2 separate regions of the Ovis aries genome follow, and region 2 is linked to region 1. Evidence: chromatin contacts called from public Hi-C data. All regions are on one chromosome and are shown on one strand. The core of a region is the stretch at or near the end of the contact, and the rest is flanking DNA. Distances in the headings are between cores, read along the strand shown.

Region 1 (5,053 bases), core at 1,618-4,117:
GCTCATAACTGTGCAGCTTGAAAACACTGACTCATCCCCAAACAGGGCAGGGCTGAATATTAGACCTGTTTATCTTATACTGCGCTGTGGCACCTGTGTTGACTTCAAAGAAACTTTGTAATAAAAACACTGTGATAAAACAGAAAAACACCCGCCCCCAAATATATATATATAGGCTTGTTTTTGGTGTTTCTGACAACAGAATACACTCATGAGTCTCATTAACTTTAAAAAAAATGACAACTACTTAAGGTTTAATGACTAAAGCCAATTCTCTAACACACATCTTGCAGAGTCCTCTGAACATACTCTTTTCACACTTAACTATGATGTTGTCATTGGTTTCTGTTTGATTCTGCAAGGGCAGAGACTTTGAAACATTCACATCTGGATTCCCCTGTGGCTTGACTCAACTGAGAGCCAGGAAAAAAATTAGGTATTTCCACAGTCCCTGCATTAGCTTTCTTTTGCTATTATAAAAAGTTACTAGGTTTAGTAGTTTAAAACAACATTCTGTCTTACACTTTCTACGGGTCACAAGTCTGGACTGCGTGGGTCAGCTGGTTCTCTGATCTGGCTAAAATCAGCCTGTTAGCAGGACTGGACTTCTCTCTGCAGGATGAGAGACGGGGAGAACGTGCTTCCAGGCTCATTCAGGTTATGAAATCTCAGTCCCCCATGACTGTTGAACTGAGGTCCCATTACTTGTGGACAGGTTCGCTGCTTCTAAAGGCTTCTGACATTCCCTGGCTCATGACCCCTTCAGCAACAGTGGGTTGACTTCTCAAGCTTCCAATCTGATTCTTTTCTGCCATTTCTCTCCAAGCCATCTCTTTTGCCTTCAAGGGTCCATGTGATTACACTGGGTTCACCCATATAATCCAGGATAATCTCCCTATTTTATGGTCCTTAATTCCATCTGCAATGTCCTATTTCCCATGGAATATAACATATTCACAGATTCCAGGGACTAGAGCATAGTTTTTCTTTTTTTTGGCAGCCGGGCAATAAGAACATTATTCTGCCAACCACAGTGCCTATACTAAACGTGTACATTTTAGAATAAATCTTCTCTGGTGACTCTCTGGAGGTCAGTGGGGCAGGGGTGGTAGTGGGATGAAGCTACTCAAGAAAAGATTTTAAACAGGCCAAATGACCTGTCAAAGGTTATACATTAAACCAGTACCACCACCATCACCCTTTTGTGAAAAGTCAGGTCAAACACTGTTTTTCATCATGGAAATGGGGTTCTTCTTTCCCCGCATTGGGGTGAAGTTAGAAGGGGACAGAAGATTAGAAAACACGCTTAGGGATTCCCTGGCAGTCTAGTGATTCCCACTCTGTGCTTCCACTTAAAGGTGCACAGGTTCCATCCTTGGTCAGGAAACTAACATCCCACATGCCAAAAAAACCCCCAACAAAACCATGCCTTATTTTACCTTGCACAGTCTATTCACCTTGCAGGATTTTGTTTACTGGACCTGAAAGCCTCCTGTGTGATGAGAATTTGAAGGGGGAGCACTGAACTCCATGGTGTTCCACGTGGGCAGCACCCTGTTTATCTTCCCTCATCACTGGCTCTCCCATGTGCTAACACCAGGGAGTGGAAGGTGTGCTTCCTCACTGCGGGAATCCTTTCAAATGTGACCAGTGACACCTCCTGTCTAATTTTAAAGAATTGGCCATTATCCAGTTTAGGACTGATTCTTGCGATGCTTCTGGGCAGTTGGCTGATTCAATAAATAGGCACAGAAAACCTATGTGTTGGGTACTCTGAACCTCATTTCATTTCATGCTTCTGCAACCAAAGCTTGGAGAGGGTAAGTACGTTGCTCATTGTCTCTTAGGCTGTACCAATGATTAAACACTTACTCTATGCCAGGAGCCAAATTATACGGACCTAATGTCAGGGTTCCCCCTGCACACCCTCTTCCAACCTGCCAGGTGTTTTACGCTGCTATTCATCTCAAAAATACTGTGATAGCCACGGAATGGTTTAGCCAGGATTCGGCTCTAGGTTCTTTTGACTCCATTTCTGTGTTTCCTCTGGGGTAGTGCTTCTAAAAAGGTCTCAGGTGCATTCTGGTAAGCATGGCTCCAAAGTCCAAGTTCTTGACACAACCCGTAATCTTATCAAGTTCACCAGGTGGTAAGAACGCTGTAGGCTGCGGGTGCAGCTTCTGCAAACGTACACCGGCATGAAAGCACAGGAGGAAATGGGGAACTAACTGTTTAGGTCCATCAATCGCGCAATAACCGTTTTACTGGTATAAGTGTCTTTCTGTCTCATTATTATGCGGCGGTGAGTCATTTAGGGGAGGACCAAAAGGGAAAGTCCTGTCTCTAGTCACCTACAAGAAGTATCAGTGAGAACAGCTTAGGCGGAGACGGGGAAAAGTGGGCGCTGGGAGTCGAGCTACCAGTTCTCTATTCGCACCCTTAGCCGCGCGTCGGCCCGAAGACGAGACGCGCCGAAGGGGTTAAACGCAGCTCGGGGTAGGAGGGCAGCGGGCCACCGCCCCTTCCCAGCACCACCTCCCACAATGCCTCGGGCCCCCAACCAGTTCCCGCACCTCGCGAGACTCGCCCAGCCCCTTCCCCGAACGACTGCCCGTCCCCCATTCCCTACCGAGCTCTGCGCGGGGAAAAGGAAGGGAGGGGAGGGCGGAAAAGACGGGACGCAGGGCACGTCGGGAAGTGTGGTCCAAGAGTTTCATGCAGCCATATTCTTCCGGAGCGGGGGAGGCCAGAGAGGCAGCCGGGACTACGACTCCCAGCCGCCCTTTCGGTTTGTTTTTGTTCAAAAAAAAAAAAAACCCCACACTCCCCCTCCTCACTCTTCACACACACTCACACACACCCACGGCAGACACGCATACACCCGGGCGCCGAGGGGAAAGCCGATTCTCGCCTTCCCGCCCCGCCGCCAGTCGGGTCTTGGCCTCTTAGCAGAGCGGGAAAGCAGAGGCCGGAGCCGTGACCTCTGACCCCGTGGTTATGCGGAGCCGCCGCATTCCTTAGCGATCGCGGGGCTACTGCCTTCTTCGCCGCCGCCGCCGCCGCGGGCGACTGACGCAGCGCGGGCGCGTGGAGCCGCCACCCCTCCCCCACCGCCGCCCTCGCGCCGGGTCTCGCGCCAGCCGGTCCCCGCGCGCCCGCCCCCTCTCCCCGGCCGCACCCGAGTCCTCGCGCGTCGCCGCCGCCACGCGCCCCCCGCCGCCGCCGCCGCCGCCGCCGCCCCAGCCCCGCGCCGCCGCTCGCCCCGCCCGGAGGTCCCGCGTGGAGCTGCCGCCGCCGCCGGGGAGGAGGAGGATGAAGGACAAACAGAAGAGGAAGAAGGAGCGCACGTGGGCCGAGGCCGCGCGCCTGGTGAGGCTAGCAGCCGAGGGGGCCTCGGTGGGGGTTGTGAGGGGTGGGCTCGCCGAGCACCCCCCCACGGGGAGGGGGAGGGGCGAAGCCCTGCCCACTGCAGGAGGGGGCGGGCCACCTTCCTCCCGGAACGGGACAACCCCCTAAGGCGTTGGGTGGGGAGAGGTCCCCCGCCGGGTCGGATGTGGCGCCTTTTTCTGCACGCCCCCCCCCCCCCCCCCCCCAAATTCCTGCGGAGGGTCGAGCTGGCGGGCCGGCTCCTCCTCCTCTGGGCGGCGGGGCCCCAGCCTCCCTTCCCCCACTATTTGGCAGCGTCTAGGGGGTCTGGGGAAGCTTCGTTTGTGCACTCGGGGGAGTTAGGTTTCCGGGAAGGGTCGGAAGCTCCTCCCTCGCTTCCTGGTGGGCAGTGGGGTGGTGCTTTTGGCTAGGGATGGGAAAGAGCCCCCCCAGTCTGAAGGACGCGAGTGGCATTTTGAGCTTTCGCAATCTAAACCGGTGTGAAGGGAAGCAAAGGCTCACTCCCAGCCTGAACCCTGAGCCTTGGTTTTCAAACTTTAGTGTCCTGTGGGGGCACCTGGGGAGGTTGTTAAGAATGTTCATCCTAGGGCCCTACTTAAGACCTAATGAGTCTGAGATTCTGGAGTAGAACCTGAGTATCTTCATTTTGACCAGCTTCTCAGGTTGGCTGTAATGCAGGTGACCCACGGACCACACTTTGAGATCTGCTGAGCCGAGTCCACAAGCTAGCCCGAAGATAGGCAGTCTGCAGACAGCTAACTACACTTTGTAAAGAATGTTTGCGTGTGTTCTCTATTTTTTAGTGTCCTCTTGCATGTAAACATGAAGTGTTGAACAAAGACCAAGTGTCTCTGTTTGAAGACACTGCTCACTGAGGATTTAGCAAAGGAGAGAGTAATTTGAGTATTTGAAGCTGCCTGGTAATGCGGTTTTTGTGAATCTTCTGTTGTCCCAAAATGTCAGAGGACTTGCAAGTGAAATATATTCCTGTGGATTTGCACCCAGAAAGTGAAGACACTTCGAGACATGTTCTTATAAAATCTCGCTGATGACAATAGTAGCAGGTTACACTTGTCTCAGAGATATCACTTCTTAGAACTGTCACAAAGCAGGGTTATAGTGCAGATAGCATCCTTGTGTCTTGACACCCTATAGTTTATATGAAATTGCTGTAATTTACTTTTAATGATGAATGAAGCTCAGCCTTCTAATCTTTAATTTTATTGGGAAGTGAGGTTCCTGCCTCAGAGGTGTTGAGCAAAAAAGATGAATATGTGTTGGAGGTTTTTACAAATCTGTGGTACACTCTTCTTTCTTGGAGCCTTAAAACTCAGTTACTGACTTAAAAGAGGGAATGCTGTTTGGTGTGTAGGAGAAATTTCACTGGTGTACCTGATTATCTTTCTCATACCTTTTTTGCCCAAGAAAGGGAAGTAGCAATTAGTTTGTATGTTGAAGTTTTGTGCTTCAGTTACTTTGTTTTGGTTTGGCATATGAAATTTGAAGATTTTGAAGTACTTAAGTATGTTTTTTGGATGCAGTCAAATTTGGAACCTTTGGTTAGCTTTCAGAATCTCTTGGAAGTTTCAGATTTCTCCAGGATTGCTTCACCTGGAAACAGATTTAGGCCTAGAGGAGAGTAGTGAGAGCCAGAAGGATGTGCTTG
Region 2 (5,107 bases), core at 816-3,315, 76 kb after region 1:
CTGCTTGGCAGTGCCGGGCACTCGAGAGCCGACCGGCCCGGTGCCCCCGCCGCCCCGCCCTGCTGGCCCCCAGCCCGTGCCAGTGTAGTGATATGGAACGTTAGGTCACAGGGACACAGCCTTCTGATCAGACACACACAGACTGGCAATCTGTACAAACACAAAAGAATCCATTTTCAGAAAAATAAATTACTAAGGGGAGAGGAAGAAAGGGTCCACTTTGTTTTTCTCAATAAATATGCGATTCTGCTCACCTAAGACTTGAAAGGTAATTATCTGGGGGTGGGGGGTCTAACATCAGGGCCCACGAAGATGATTCTACACAGAGCTGTGGCCCCAGCGCCTCGTCGGGGAGGAGGAGCCCAGCCCTTCCGAAGCTGCCCCGTTGGCCTCTTCCAAGCAGGTCAGAGCACCCGTGTGGTGAGATTCCAAAAAAAAAAAAAAAAGTGTCCTTGTGCCCAGAGTCTCAGGCGCTTGGAGTGTGGCTTAGAAACAGCTCTTTTGGATCCACCTCTTTCAAAAAACAAAAGGTACCAAACTGGTGAGGCGGGAAGCCGGTCCAGGGCCGGGAGAGCCTCCTTCCCTAGGGTAGTGCACTCCACCAGCCGCAGGGTCAGTTCTGCTGCAGAATGAGGTTCTCCAGTTCATCTGCCGAGCGCAGCAGGAAGGCGGCGGACTCTCGGTAGCCAGCGATGAGCTGCCGCACGGCGCTGATCTCGGTGGGGCTGAGCTGGGCGGTGGGCATGGTCCGGCTGGTGCTGTTGCTGGAGGGGGTGGGCGTGGGCGTGGTGGAGGTGGTAGAGGCCCCGCCTTTCATGCTGAGGTCCGTGGGCCCTGCAGAGAGGGGAGCCAGGGTGAGGGGCATCCTTTCCTCTCTTCGGGGGACCCGAGACCCTCATCTGTCTCCATGGTTGTGCCCCTAGTGCTTCGAAAGGGTGGGCGTGTGAGGGTCAAAAGGTAAGATGGGACCCAGAGGTACCCTCCAGAGAAATCACCTCCCCTTTGCTTGTGAACAGTGGCGGGCAAGAGGGAGTCTGCAATCTAACTGAAACACACAGGGGAGGTGTGCGGGTGGGGGGCGGGTGGGAGTTCCTCTCCATCTTTCCCAAATACCTCTACGGGGTGGGCTGTGGGTTTGGAGTCAGAAACCCGGACTGGCGGCCTGTTTGGCCACTCTAGGCAACTCCTAACTGCCCTGGGCCCCCGGCTCTCAGCTGCAGCACCAAGAGGCTATTGTGGGGCTGAGCCATGCTGGTGAACCCCTCAGTGAGGCCGGGGCTGCTCAGTCTATGGAAGGGCCACTGGGAAAGGGCTTCCAAGAAAGACAAAAATGCCTGAAATTTGAAGAGCATTCTTTCCAGGCATTCAGCAAGAAGAAAGCCAAAGAAGAGGGTCTGGAGCTCAGTGTAGGAGTTGGAGCTTCCCTGGGAGGCCTTTTCTCACCCAGCTAGGTCCCTGTGCCCTGCCCTGCGCTGAGGTGCACATGGGTGTTTAAGGCTGTTCTCCCCGATAAGCCAGCTCCTCTCTACCCCATTGGTTCTGACAGCTGGTTTCACTCATCATTGCATCTACAGTGGCAGGTTTTGTTTTGTTTTGTTTTGTTTTTGCTGTGTCACAAGTCTTGTGAGATCTCAGTTCATGACCAGAGACTGAATCCACGCCATGGCAAGGAGAGCCTGGAATCCTAACCACTAGACCACCAGGGAGCTCCCTACAGTGCCAGTTTTTATGTTGCTATAGAGATGGATAAGCTTGGCACTGGAGACACAGACTGCAAGTAACGTCTTGGGAGCAATTCTGGAAACGACTGTTGGTAGTGGGAACCTGCTTCAGCCCCCAGATGGGGAAGGGAGCTGGAGTCTAGGGTGGGATGGTTTGTCACATGGGGCTATTTCCTCTCTAACCAGAGAACAGCATGCCAAGTAGGAGGTCCTAGGAACCGGCTTGCTAAGGAACATCCTTGGGATTGAGGGTCAAGGGAAGTCTATTGAAGCACAGGAAGAAGGACTGGAGGCGTGAACTGCTGGGAAGAGCAGCCAAGCAGGTGGCTGCCGCCTACAGCGGTGGCTGCCGGGACAGGCTGGAAGCAGGCGGGGACTCTGCAGTGGGTCCTGGCTGTGGCAGGGTTAGGTGCCCTCAGGACACTGCCTGGGGATGGCAGTGGAAGGCCAGAGGCGCCTGCCACATCGGTGTGAGCTGGCCCTGGGCTTCCTCTCTTTCCTCCCTCCACCCCCAAGCAGGGTCCTGTTTACTGCTGGGCTCAGAGCAGTCCTTCTGTCTTTCCCCGGGGGCTCTGGTTACTCAGGGTGTTGCTAGAGGGCAACTTGCCCAGCACCCCAGGGAAGACAGGCGAGCCTAAGGCTTATCTGGGCTGATCTGGGTTCCCTGACCCACTCATGAGCTAAGTGAGGGGCTCTAACCCACTGGCAGGACGACCCAGCCAAGACACCAGACCGACTGACCCCACGTTAAGGGCTGTCGCTGGGAGGGCAGTGGAACTGGGGCTGCGTGCGGTCTTCTTCCAAGTGCTGGACCCAAACAGGATGTGGCTGCCCCAGGCAGGAGGTCAGCGAGCAGAACTTGGCTTCTGTGACCTCACTGCCCACGCCTAAGGAACCAGGGGAGACTGAGCTAGTGGCCTGCCTTGAAGCCTCTCCGGCAAGAGTGAACAAACAGGTAGAGAGGTGGAGAGCCCTGGCGGCTGTGCCGTGAGACGGGCCCTGCTGCGTGGCCCCAGGCGGGGGCTTACCACCATCGCCCGCCGCCTGGGAAGGGCTCTCCCCAGGCACGACAGGGGACTCTAACCTCCCTGCCGCCGCTCCTTCTCCAGACCCACTCTAACCAGGTCCCCAAGCAGCAGGGCTGTCCGATGGTGCTTCCTCCTGGAAGGAAAGCAGCCCACCTGGGACAGCCCTCCCCAGCCTGCCTGCAGCCGGCCACTCTGGCCTCAGCCTCAGGGATTAGGGCCAGGCAGCCTCTTATTTTAGGTTAAGAGGCATTAGGAAGGATGAGAAGTTAAGCCCAGGCAGGAATCCTTCAGGGACCCTCACATATTTCCCAGTGGTGGGGAGCAAGGGGAGTGGCAGGTGCCTGAGCTCTCTGCCATGGGAAGGGACCCGCGAGGGGTCTCCCTCCTGCGGCCAAGGACAAGGGCTTGAGAGGAAATCTCAGGCACATTTGGCCAAGACCTAGAACCAGAGTTCCCTGGCCTGCAGGTGGCACCTTCCTCTAACCTACTCCTCAAGCAGCAGCTTGCTGTCACCATCGGCTCTTCCTCACCTCTGAATGCCCCCAAAGCACGCTGCTTCGGCCTCCTGGCCTCCACGTTAAAATCACACAAGGGTGGACAGCACAACTCACAGCCTCCTTTGCTTAGAGCCTATCCGTGGCTCCCACCACACACAGAACAAAACCCAAATGCCTGACCCAGGAAGCCCCAGGATCGCCCCCAGCCTGCTCTCCACGGGGGCACTGTTCTTCCCCAGTTGCTCCCACCCCCCAGGCCTCCCTATGAAAGGGCCCGAGGCCCCCACTCAGGGTAGCACCTGGCTCCATGGGGAGGTTTGTATCTTTGGGGGGCTGTTTCTCTCCAACACTGATCTGTGTCCTGTCTGCATCAGTCACCTGGGAAGAGTTACAGAGAGCACCTGGGGGTGGAGAGGGGACAGATGGCGACCCACTCGCTGCCCCCAGGTGACCTAGGTGGGGCCCCACCGTGCTCCCTTGAACCTTCATCTCACACCTGAGGTCATGACCTGTGGCCTGGCGGGGGAGGTGACCTGCCTGGGGCTGAATCCTGGCTCTGCCATCAACGTTGGGAGACCTGGGCACAAGACCTGGTCATTTTCAGTAAGACGAGTGCCAGGTAAAGCGCTGGGACTCTGCTTGCAGTGGCGGGTGGGGGCAGGGAACCAGGGAGAGGCCCAGCAAGCCTCCTGGGAGCCAAGAAAGGAGTAGTAGGTAGTGGTTTATTTAGCCTTCCCTTCTGAGGACGGCTAAAATGACAAGATGGGGAGGGTCCCTGTAACACAGGAGTCACTTTCCCGGCAGCCTCTGTCCCCACCCTCCCCGCCGCCCCCACCAGGCTGCTGGTGTCCCACACTCACCATTACTGTGATTTCCCGTTTGGAGGGAGGCAGGAGGCTGCAGGTTGCTGCCCAAGGCCCCGTAACCACGGTAACTGTAGTTGAGGCCACCATTGGCGTACACGGGGTCCTGGGAGTAGGAGGCTGGCAGTGAGTAGGTGGAGTGGGCGATGGCTGTGGGGTCCCGGGAGTGCTGCTTGTCCAGGGCTATGGGCTCGTCCTGCGGGGCGGGAGGGAGGTGCTGGGGAACCTCAGAGGCAGCCAGCCCTGACCAAGGTTCCTGGACGGTGGGTAGATGGTGGCCCCAGATATGCTGGGACTCAGTGTGGGGACCTGCAGAGCTCTCCCTCTCTCCCTGGCTGCCTTGCCCAGGGCCTCCCCCAGACCCCCATCTCTTGTCTATGTTCCATGCAGATTTGATCTGTTCCTGCCTGGCTGAAGACCATCTTGGGTCTCCAGACGAAGTCCAGAGGCCTTTCTGAAGTCTGCAAGGCCTTTGTGTCGGCTCCTCTGCTCCCCGCCCGCCCTAGCACCTCCCCTGCCTGAGGACGCCTTCCCTATTCCCTCTGCACCGGGGCCCTGGGACCTGCGGGGCGGCCGAGGGCGCCCCCCAGCAGCTGGCAGCAAGCAGGCAGCTGGCAGCAAGCAGGCACCTGAGAGGTCTGGTACATCTCCAGGCGCATCCTTTTGGCTGCTTTTCTCGTCTCGCTCTCGCAGGCAGCTGCCAGGATGTTTTCTGCCATGGCCGAGGTCAGGTGGGGAGGTGTGGGTCTGGTCTGCAGACAGAAGCGGGGATGGAGCCAGAGTTGGGGTGCAGAGACCCCTGGCAAAGAGGTGGGCGGGGCAGGGCTGGGGTTTGAGCTCCTCTGTGAACCAGAGGCCACAGTGTCTGCTTCCAGAGGTACTGGAGGGGGCTGGGCGGGGGGATGCTGGGGGCTCACCATCTCCATGCCATTCTTCTTCATGCGCCGGCAGGACTTGAGGTACGTGCGGATGCGCTTGCGGGCCCGTTCCTGGAACTC

The links. A called contact is a pair of places that touch in the nucleus more often than the background predicts.
Region 2: a contact with region 1 is called in a Hi-C map of liver, with 2.0 times the contacts expected there. The contact joins the enhancer-like site here to the promoter of ASXL1 in region 1. A contact is called at or near these places in 3 of 16 Hi-C or Micro-C datasets (hypothalamus, liver and tail adipose tissue).

Annotation. Positions count from the first base shown.
Region 1 is chr13:61,465,675-61,470,727 of ARS-UI_Ramb_v3.0, forward strand. ASXL1 (ASXL transcriptional regulator 1) reads left to right here and starts at 2,868. Exons shown (of 13, transcript XM_060397690.1): 1 at 2,868-3,369; 2 at 4,042-4,170. LOC121816204 (a long non-coding RNA gene) reads right to left here and starts at 2,783. Exons shown (of 2, transcript XR_006055682.2): 1 at 2,630-2,783.
Region 2 is chr13:61,542,231-61,547,337 of ARS-UI_Ramb_v3.0, forward strand. NOL4L (nucleolar protein 4 like) reads right to left here. Exons shown (of 11, transcript XM_060397694.1): 8 at 5,027-5,107; 9 at 4,739-4,861; 10 at 4,107-4,305; 11 at 1-834. The coding sequence ends at 614. Among named protein-coding and RNA genes, the nearest start is that of ASXL1, 76 kb to the left of the region's middle. Within about 2 kb of position 2,066, at least 9 of the 54 cell types and tissues checked have an H3K27ac peak or open chromatin away from gene starts, as enhancers often do. A contact at or near this core is called in liver, where this site is marked.